Regions from separate parts of the Mus musculus genome. Here region 1 is linked to region 2. The links are chromatin contacts, called in public HiChIP or PLAC-seq maps. All regions are on one chromosome and are shown on one strand. The core of a region is the stretch at or near the end of the contact, and the rest is flanking DNA. Distances in the headings are between cores, read along the strand shown.

Evidence for each region. HiChIP or PLAC-seq counts read pairs in DNA pulled down with a chosen protein or histone mark.
Region 1: a contact with region 2 is called in an H3K27ac HiChIP or PLAC-seq map of embryonic stem cells, with 6 read pairs. The contact joins two enhancer-like sites. A contact is called at or near these places in 2 of 15 datasets of contacts at CTCF or cohesin (embryonic stem cells and pro-B cells), 11 of 484 Hi-C or Micro-C datasets (B cells, CD8 T cells, the P5424 cell line and 5 more) and 6 of 115 datasets of contacts at active chromatin or transcription factors (bone marrow-derived macrophages, embryonic stem cells, intestinal villus epithelium and 1 more).

Annotation. Positions count from the first base shown.
Region 1 is chr11:118,033,085-118,036,770 of GRCm38.p6, reverse strand. It overlaps Dnah17 (dynein, axonemal, heavy chain 17), which reads left to right. Exons shown (of 81, transcript NM_001167746.1): 72 at 291-439; 73 at 2,395-2,528; 74 at 2,793-3,035. Among named protein-coding and RNA genes, the nearest start is that of Mir6933, 33 kb to the right of the region's middle. Within about 2 kb of position 2,235, at least 12 of the 459 cell types and tissues checked have an H3K27ac peak or open chromatin away from gene starts, as enhancers often do. A contact at or near this core is called in embryonic stem cells, where this site is marked.
Region 2 is chr11:117,932,331-117,935,945 of GRCm38.p6, reverse strand. No RefSeq gene overlaps it. Among named protein-coding and RNA genes, the nearest start is that of Socs3, 35 kb to the left of the region's middle. Within about 2 kb of position 1,550, at least 119 of the 459 cell types and tissues checked have an H3K27ac peak or open chromatin away from gene starts, as enhancers often do. A contact at or near this core is called in embryonic stem cells, where this site is marked.

The sequences.
Region 1 (3,686 bases), core at 986-3,485, 100 kb before region 2:
GTCCCCAGCATGGTGTGGTGACACACAGGAACCTGAAATCCCATCACTTGAAAAGCTGAGGTAGGAGGGGTTCATAGCTGCATGGCAAATACCAAGTCAGCCTAGGCTACTAGACTACCCCAGACCGCCTCTCAAAACAGTAATTAATTAGTTAAAATTTGAAAGGCAAGATGCCACTTCCCTCAAGGAAGTCCACCCAGAATGGTCCACCTACCTGGGCTGAAGTCACCCACATATGCCCAAGCAGGGCCCAGCTGCCTGTGGTCCCACAGAGCCTGTGTTCCCCTCAGGAATTTTGTGGAAGAGAAGATGGGCAGTAAGTTCGTTGAAGGCCGGAGCGTGGAGTTCTCCAAGTCCTACAAAGAGAGCAGCCCTTCCACACCAATCTTCTTCATCCTTTCCCCCGGGGTTGACCCCCTCAAAGACGTGGAGGCCCTCGGTAGGCAGAAATGGGCCCCATGGAAAGACAATTCAAAACCACACAGAGGGACCCGGGACTCCCTAGAGATCAAGGTCAAAACCAGCAACTAGCAAGGGGATGCTGGGGTGGAGAAACAAGCCTGGCAGTGGGAAGGGGGTGCGGGGGGACGGGGTAGAGGGGAAGACATGCCATACTCAGAGCCACCACGGCACCTTCCAGTCCAAGGCTGGGTCTGTCCCTAAAGGCTTAATAGTCAGGTCCACCACCAAGCCTCTGTGCTGGCTACGTTTATGTCAAATTGACACAAGCTGAAGTCATTTGGGAAGAGAGAACCTCAATTGGGAAAGTGTCCCCAGCCAGTGGTGGCGCACACCTTTAATCCCAGCACTCAGGAGGCAGAGGCAGGTGGATTTCTGAGTTTGAGGCCAGCCTGGTCTACAAAATGAGTTCCAGGACAGCCAGGGCTATACAAAGAAACCCTGTCTCAAAAAACTAGATAGATAGATAGATAGATAGATAGATAGATAGATAGATAGATAGATAGATAGATAGATAGATAGATAGATAGATAGATAGATAGATAGATAGATAGATAGTGCCCCCACCAGACCAGCACGTGGATAAGCTGTTGTAGCATTTTCTTGGTTGGTGGTTGAGAGGGCAGGGGGGGTGGGGGGTGTCTAGTCCACTGTGGCAGTGCCACCTTAAGCTGGCGGTCTGGCTGCTGTAAGAAAGCAAAGTGAGCAAGCTGGAGAGCAGCATGCAGCACCCTTCCACAGCCTCCGCCTCCGGGTTCTTGTGACTTCCTTCGTGATGGACTGTGACTGAGACGGAAGCCAAACAAACCCTTTCCTCCCCAGGATGCTTTTCATCATGGTGTGACAAAGAGCAAGAGACCCTGACTAAGACATCTTCCTGCCTGTTCCCTCCCTTCTAGAAACAGCCCCGACTAGGTTACTTTTATCACAGCTCAGGGGCAAGACACTGCAAAAGGAAACCTGGGAAAGGGTTGTCTGGGTACAGTTTGAGGGGAACATCGGGCGGCTGGTCACACCACACCTACAGGCGGGCGGGCCTTCAGCTCAGTTCTCCTTGCTCAGCAGCTCTCAACCTTGCTAACTCTGTGACCTTTTAATACAGCCCCTCAGGCTGTGGCCACACCCAACCGTAAAACATTATTTTCATTGCTACTTCCGAGAATTGTAATGGAAACGTTGTGTCTCAGGTAACCCCTGTGGAAAGGTGGTTCTGTGACCAAAGGGACGCAACTCACAGGCTGAGAAGCACTCTTTGTTTCTCAGCCTTGCTAGGACAACAGAGCCTAGGGGCAGTCCCACTCACACTGAGGTGCCCCCCCACCTTCTTTTTTGAAAAACCCTCATGGACCTATCTAGAACGGAGTTTTCCATGGTGAAGCTATACCTGGTCATGCTGGCAATGAACATTACCCATCATAAATCTGAAGGAAAAAAAAAAAGCTTAAGCCGCTAGAGCCAGAGCTTGTTATGGGCTGTTACCCCATCGGCCCAGTCCAAGCTTCTTCCCTGACCAAAGTGGAGAGCTCAGAGCTCACAAAAACACAGTGGTGAGGGTCTCAGCGAGGGGTGAGGGTCTCAGCGAGGGCAGCCCCATTTCCATGAAATGCCTGTAATGGGCTGACGCACAGGGGCGGAAAGCAGACAGCACTGCCAGGCAAGGGGAGCAGAGAGGGAGTTCAAGGTCACAAGGCGTTGACACATTCTGGGGGTGGTGATGGTGGTACCAGAGAGACAGCTGCACAGCAGGGCCAGTTTCCCGAATGTCCCTGGGCCACACCTTTCCAGATGGCCGAAGCATGGTCGTGTTACGGGATATGTGTTTCCACCCCACAATAAACAAGATGGGAGGCGTGCAGTGTTCCCGGTTGTGGAATGCAGTGCCCGAACCACGGTTCTGAATCACCCCTGTACTTTTCCTGTTTTCCCTCTTTTTAGGGAAAAAACTGGGATTTACCATAGACAATGGGAAACTCCACAACGTGTCCCTGGGGCAAGGACAAGAGGTGGTAGCTGAGAACGCGCTGGATGTGGCTGCCGAAAAGGGACACTGGGTCATTCTGCAGGTGAGGGCTCTTCTGCCATCATGGTCACGTCCCTGGGGATGGGATAGAACCTCCCATTGCTGGGGCACCACTCTACGGCTCCCCAGCACAGAGCCCCTCCATACCCCCTTACAGCTCCTAAAAGGGTGCTGGGGACCACGCTGTCTATGCTTTGAGCCTGGGGGGGGGGGGAAGCAAACAAGGTGGATCCTAAGGCTGTTACCAGGAACACTCCACACCAGTTAGGGTTGACAGGGTTGGCCCTGTGGGGTCCACTCAGGCCTGAGGCAGGGCTCCTTGCCACAGAACATTCACCTGGTGGCGAGATGGCTGGGTATCCTGGACAAGAAGGTAGAACGCTACAGCTCGGGCAGCCATGAGGACTACCGAGTGTTCATCAGTGCTGAGCCTGCTCCCACGGCTGAGACGCACATCATCCCCCAGGGCATCCTGGAAAATGCCATCAAAATCACCAATGAGCCTCCCACGGGCATGTATGCCAACCTGCACAAGGCGCTGGATCTTTTCACGCAGGTAGGGAGGGTGACACTGGGTGGGTCCACCCACGCGTGGCCAGGCAAAGGAGACACAGGCCCAGCAAGCTGAGATGTCCCTCTTGAGTCCCAGAGACTCCTCCATGCTGGCTTCCCACCCACACGAGCATACCAGCACACTAATGTCACATCAGAATATGTCCCTGAAAGGGCAAACTCACCTACCTCTTGCCAGCATCACTGCCCTGTCAGTTGGCAGGGGTGCCTGTCATTACTGTGGAAGCCCTGTACCATCCTGGGTCACAGCACTCCCTGACACCGCCCCTCCACCCCGGAGGTATGAAGCTTACTTGGGCCACCAAAGCTTGCTGCTAGGGACAATGGATGACAGACAGGTGGTGATGCTGTCCCCACCCTCCAGCTCCATAACCACGTCCTCTGATACCACCCTGAACAAGGCAGTCATGTGATCAGGCCCTTCTCCCGCGATGGCTTCTTGTTCCCTCCATAGAGGAAGGTGGGTGCAGGGGCTTGCCCAGTACCCTAGAGCTTCAGGGAGCACCAGGCCTGCTTGGCTGGGTTTCTACCTCCACACAGAGCTCCCTGACCTTGCCTCTCAGTCCCCAAGTCAGCTTTACAGCCCTCCCACCTTGTCATCCCCATGGCCACTGTCCCTGCCAGCCCCCTTGCT
Region 2 (3,615 bases), core at 301-2,800:
AGTGGCTGAAAAGCAAATCAAAAGAAGGCTGTTTCACAACAGGCGACCACTATTGCGTGAGATTCAAGCTTCAGCGTCCAGAGTTTACTGGCGTAGTCCCTCAGGGATCTGAGCTGTCTCTCACTCCAGGACCAAAGGCTAAAGTATTCACCACATACTCCTTTTCAGGAAAAGCCTGCTGGCCCCCGGCCTAGCGGAAGCATAGTCAAAGGTCCTGGGCCAAGAGCAAAAAAGCCACTTCCTTGCCCAAAGCCCACTGCACTGCCACAGGACAGAGCAGAGAGATATGAGGCGGTAGGGTGGCCTTTTGAGGCATAGGATGCTTCGTCATTCCCACCAAGGAAATAGATGTTGAGGGTTGCCACCAGCCAAATCTCCCTGCACAAACCTCTCTGGGCCAGAAGGAACGACAGCAAGAAAAGAAAGAGACAGACAAGTCCCTGCATGCATATCCCAGGAAGCAAGGAGCCCTGTGAGGCTCCAAGCTTGGAAACCAGGCTATTTCCCATCCTGTCCGGGGAAACTGGGAGCTCTCTCCTCTCTTCTGAGGAACATGATCATCTTTCCTGTCTCCTCAGGAGCCAAGACACCATGGTGCAGTTTCCTGGGGGTTGCTGTCCGGATTCCAAAGCCGAATTCCCCAGCTGCCTCAGACCCGGACCCTTCCTCCCCTCTCACTGAGCACAGCAGAGGTCAGAGCAACAGATGTGGCTAACAGCACAAGAGGTGGGATGTGGGGCTAACAGCACAAGAGAGATGGGATGTGGCTCCCAGGCCCCTGCAGCAGACCCACATCTGGCTGCAAGGTGCTGGGGTCAGAGCTGGTTGCCACATTATCCTGAGGAGAGGGAGAAGATTCATCTATGATTCTCAGAGCATCTGTAAGAAGCTGGATTATGGAAGCATCCACCCAGCCTACTGCAGAGACACCCCTCAGCAGTCTATGCATTCAGCACACTGAAAGACCCAGAATACTCTCCACGGAGATGGAAGTTGGAAGAAGTCTTCTGAAGAGAGAAAGATCCTGCAAGTGGCTGGTGCTTGGTAGCTTACACAAGGGCAGGGCATTCTGCACAGGCACCTGAAGATTGCCTCAGCCTGAAAACACAGACCGGATACTGATGGGAACAGGGGGAGAGGTGTGAGGCCCATCTCAGGCCCACCCTGCAGCCTGGAGTGTGAATTCAAGCTGCTGGGTCCTGTTGGGAGGATGGGCAGAGATGGAAGAGCCCCCTGTGGAGGTTGGTTGTCTTGCTTAGGCATGGGTCAGCAGATCAGGCCCAGGGACAGGTTCAGTGGCTCTGGGTCAGTCTAGTCAGGACACTCAGACCCAACCCACTCCCAGCCAGAGAGCTGCCTGCTCCAGTCACTCAAGGGAGCTTTCAGGAAGCCAAGTTCCAGCGGCTTCCACTCTGGAACACTGTCCTTTTCTCTTTACCACCATCACAAGGGTAGCACCTGCCACAGCAGTGCTGGGAAGCCCCACCCCTGCTCTCACACACCCACCAGACTCCACCCACCCTCTGAGCCACACCTCTCAATCTCCTTGGCTCTCTGCTCCAGAACTCCAGCCCCTGGATGTTGCCTCACTCTTCAGAGAGACTCCCAGCCCAGGTCCCCACCCTGGCCCTTCGCCTCAGTCCCTCCCTCTCTCTGAACTTCCCAGAGCCTCTCCCCTCCCTGACTGCAAGTCACCTGACTGGGAGGCCCAAGCCCAGCCTCACCCAGATTCCACACCCCAACTTTTCCAGCTCTGAAGATGTGAAAGGACTGTCCCTCTGCACTGTGGAGCTCCCAGTGTCCCAGCCTGTTCCTTCCAGCTGCACAGCTCAGGCACAAGCATGATACAAACCACCAGCTACACGTGCCGTATGTACACACATGTGCAGCCTCATGTAACACACAGCTAGGTGTGCACCCCCCACAGGCATACATGCTTATACATACCCTCATGAATTACACATCTATATAGGACATGAATACTCAAGTACACACACATGCGCATACATGTGAACACACATGAACATGCATGCACACACACACACATGTGCACACAACATCCACTCCATTCCACACTTTATGTAGCTCTTTTTCTCTCTATGGCAGCAGCACCCACACCCAGAGTCAGGTCTGTTATTCTTTCCTGTTCCCAAGAACCAGTGGCTGACACTACAGTCAATTTTTAGAGCACACACACACACACACATACACACACACACACACACACACACACACACATATATGATATATTTATATCAATAGCCTATTACTGTCACAGATATTGGTTAAGGCTCAGTTTTGCTAGGAAAGGGACTTTCTTCCTCAGAAGGAATCAAGACGCCGAACATATCAGTTCTTAACGATTTGGGGAGGGAAGCTGTACTGCTCTTTACTGTAACTCAAACAGCTAAATTATTCATTGAGAAATGCAAGCAGAGACTGAACAGAGACGGGAGAGGCAAGGGACCCCGGCCCAGTCGAGTGACCTAGGCCTGGGGCTGCTTGCTCTGACTCCTGGGGGTAGTCTTAGAAGTGATGGTCCCGGGGGAGAGGGGTGCGGGGGTGCGGGGGGGGGGCGGAAGTTCCCAGGGGCAATGAGAGAGCATTGCTCTCACCTGCTGAAAGGGGGCTGGAGGAAGACTCTAGAATCCTGTAGGAAAGCTGTCCTAGGTCCTCAGTGACTTATCAAGGGCCATTCCTAAGCCTGGCTCCTTCCTGCAGTCAGGAACCTTTGCTGCTGACCCTCTGAGTTTGGGCTGTGAAGGTATGTGACCAGAGTCTCCTCCAAACTGAGAGCTGGCTCCCTCCCATGGGGTGAAACCTTCTCTCACAGGCTGCCAGAGAAGCAGGGAGAGAGGCTAGGCCAGAGCCCATTCTTTGAATCCAAACTGGCCCCCAGTCCCAGTTCCCATAAGACTTCCCTAGGCAGCAGAAATCAAAGAGTTCAGAGAGGACTGATTTCACAGGCCAGTGGAGGCCCAGGAAGGGGGCCTGCAGCCCCACCGAGTCTTTAAGGGTCCCTCTTTCTGTGACCCCCCACCCCCGCCTATTCCCAGGTAATGACCATCACTGTCTGCAATATGGCAGCACCCTGAAGGCTTCCTTCCCAGTGGTGGAGGGGTCCTAAGAGGAGGGCCAGGCCTTCCCTGCTTTCCTCTTGCAGCCAATGCCTGGGCGGGGGAGGGGGCGGTGGACGGAGGAGAAGGAGAGACCAGGAAGGGACAGGGACAGGGACAGGGACAGTGAGTGCTCCTGAGGACTGAGCCCAACTGGTGGGAAGGGGATGTGGAGGGAGACAGGAGAGGAGGCGGAAAAAGAGAGATAGAGGCTGCAGAGGAACAGGTTGGGGAGGAGGAGGAGCAGGAGGGAGGAGGGAGGAGGTCTCATATTTGGAAAGTGGAGCCCTTGGGGGAGCACGTGCTGACTCACTCGCCTGCCTCCAATCTTCCCTGCTTCCTGGGGACTCTCATTTTATTTTCGGGAAAGCTGCCTGCTGTGACTAATTTGTTCTTAAACAAACCAAACCCAGGCCCAGTTAGGGAGGCTGGGCGGAGCCTGAGTCACTCTTTGCCCAGGGGCCACCACACCTCAGGGTGGCCCCCTGGCTCTGGGCCT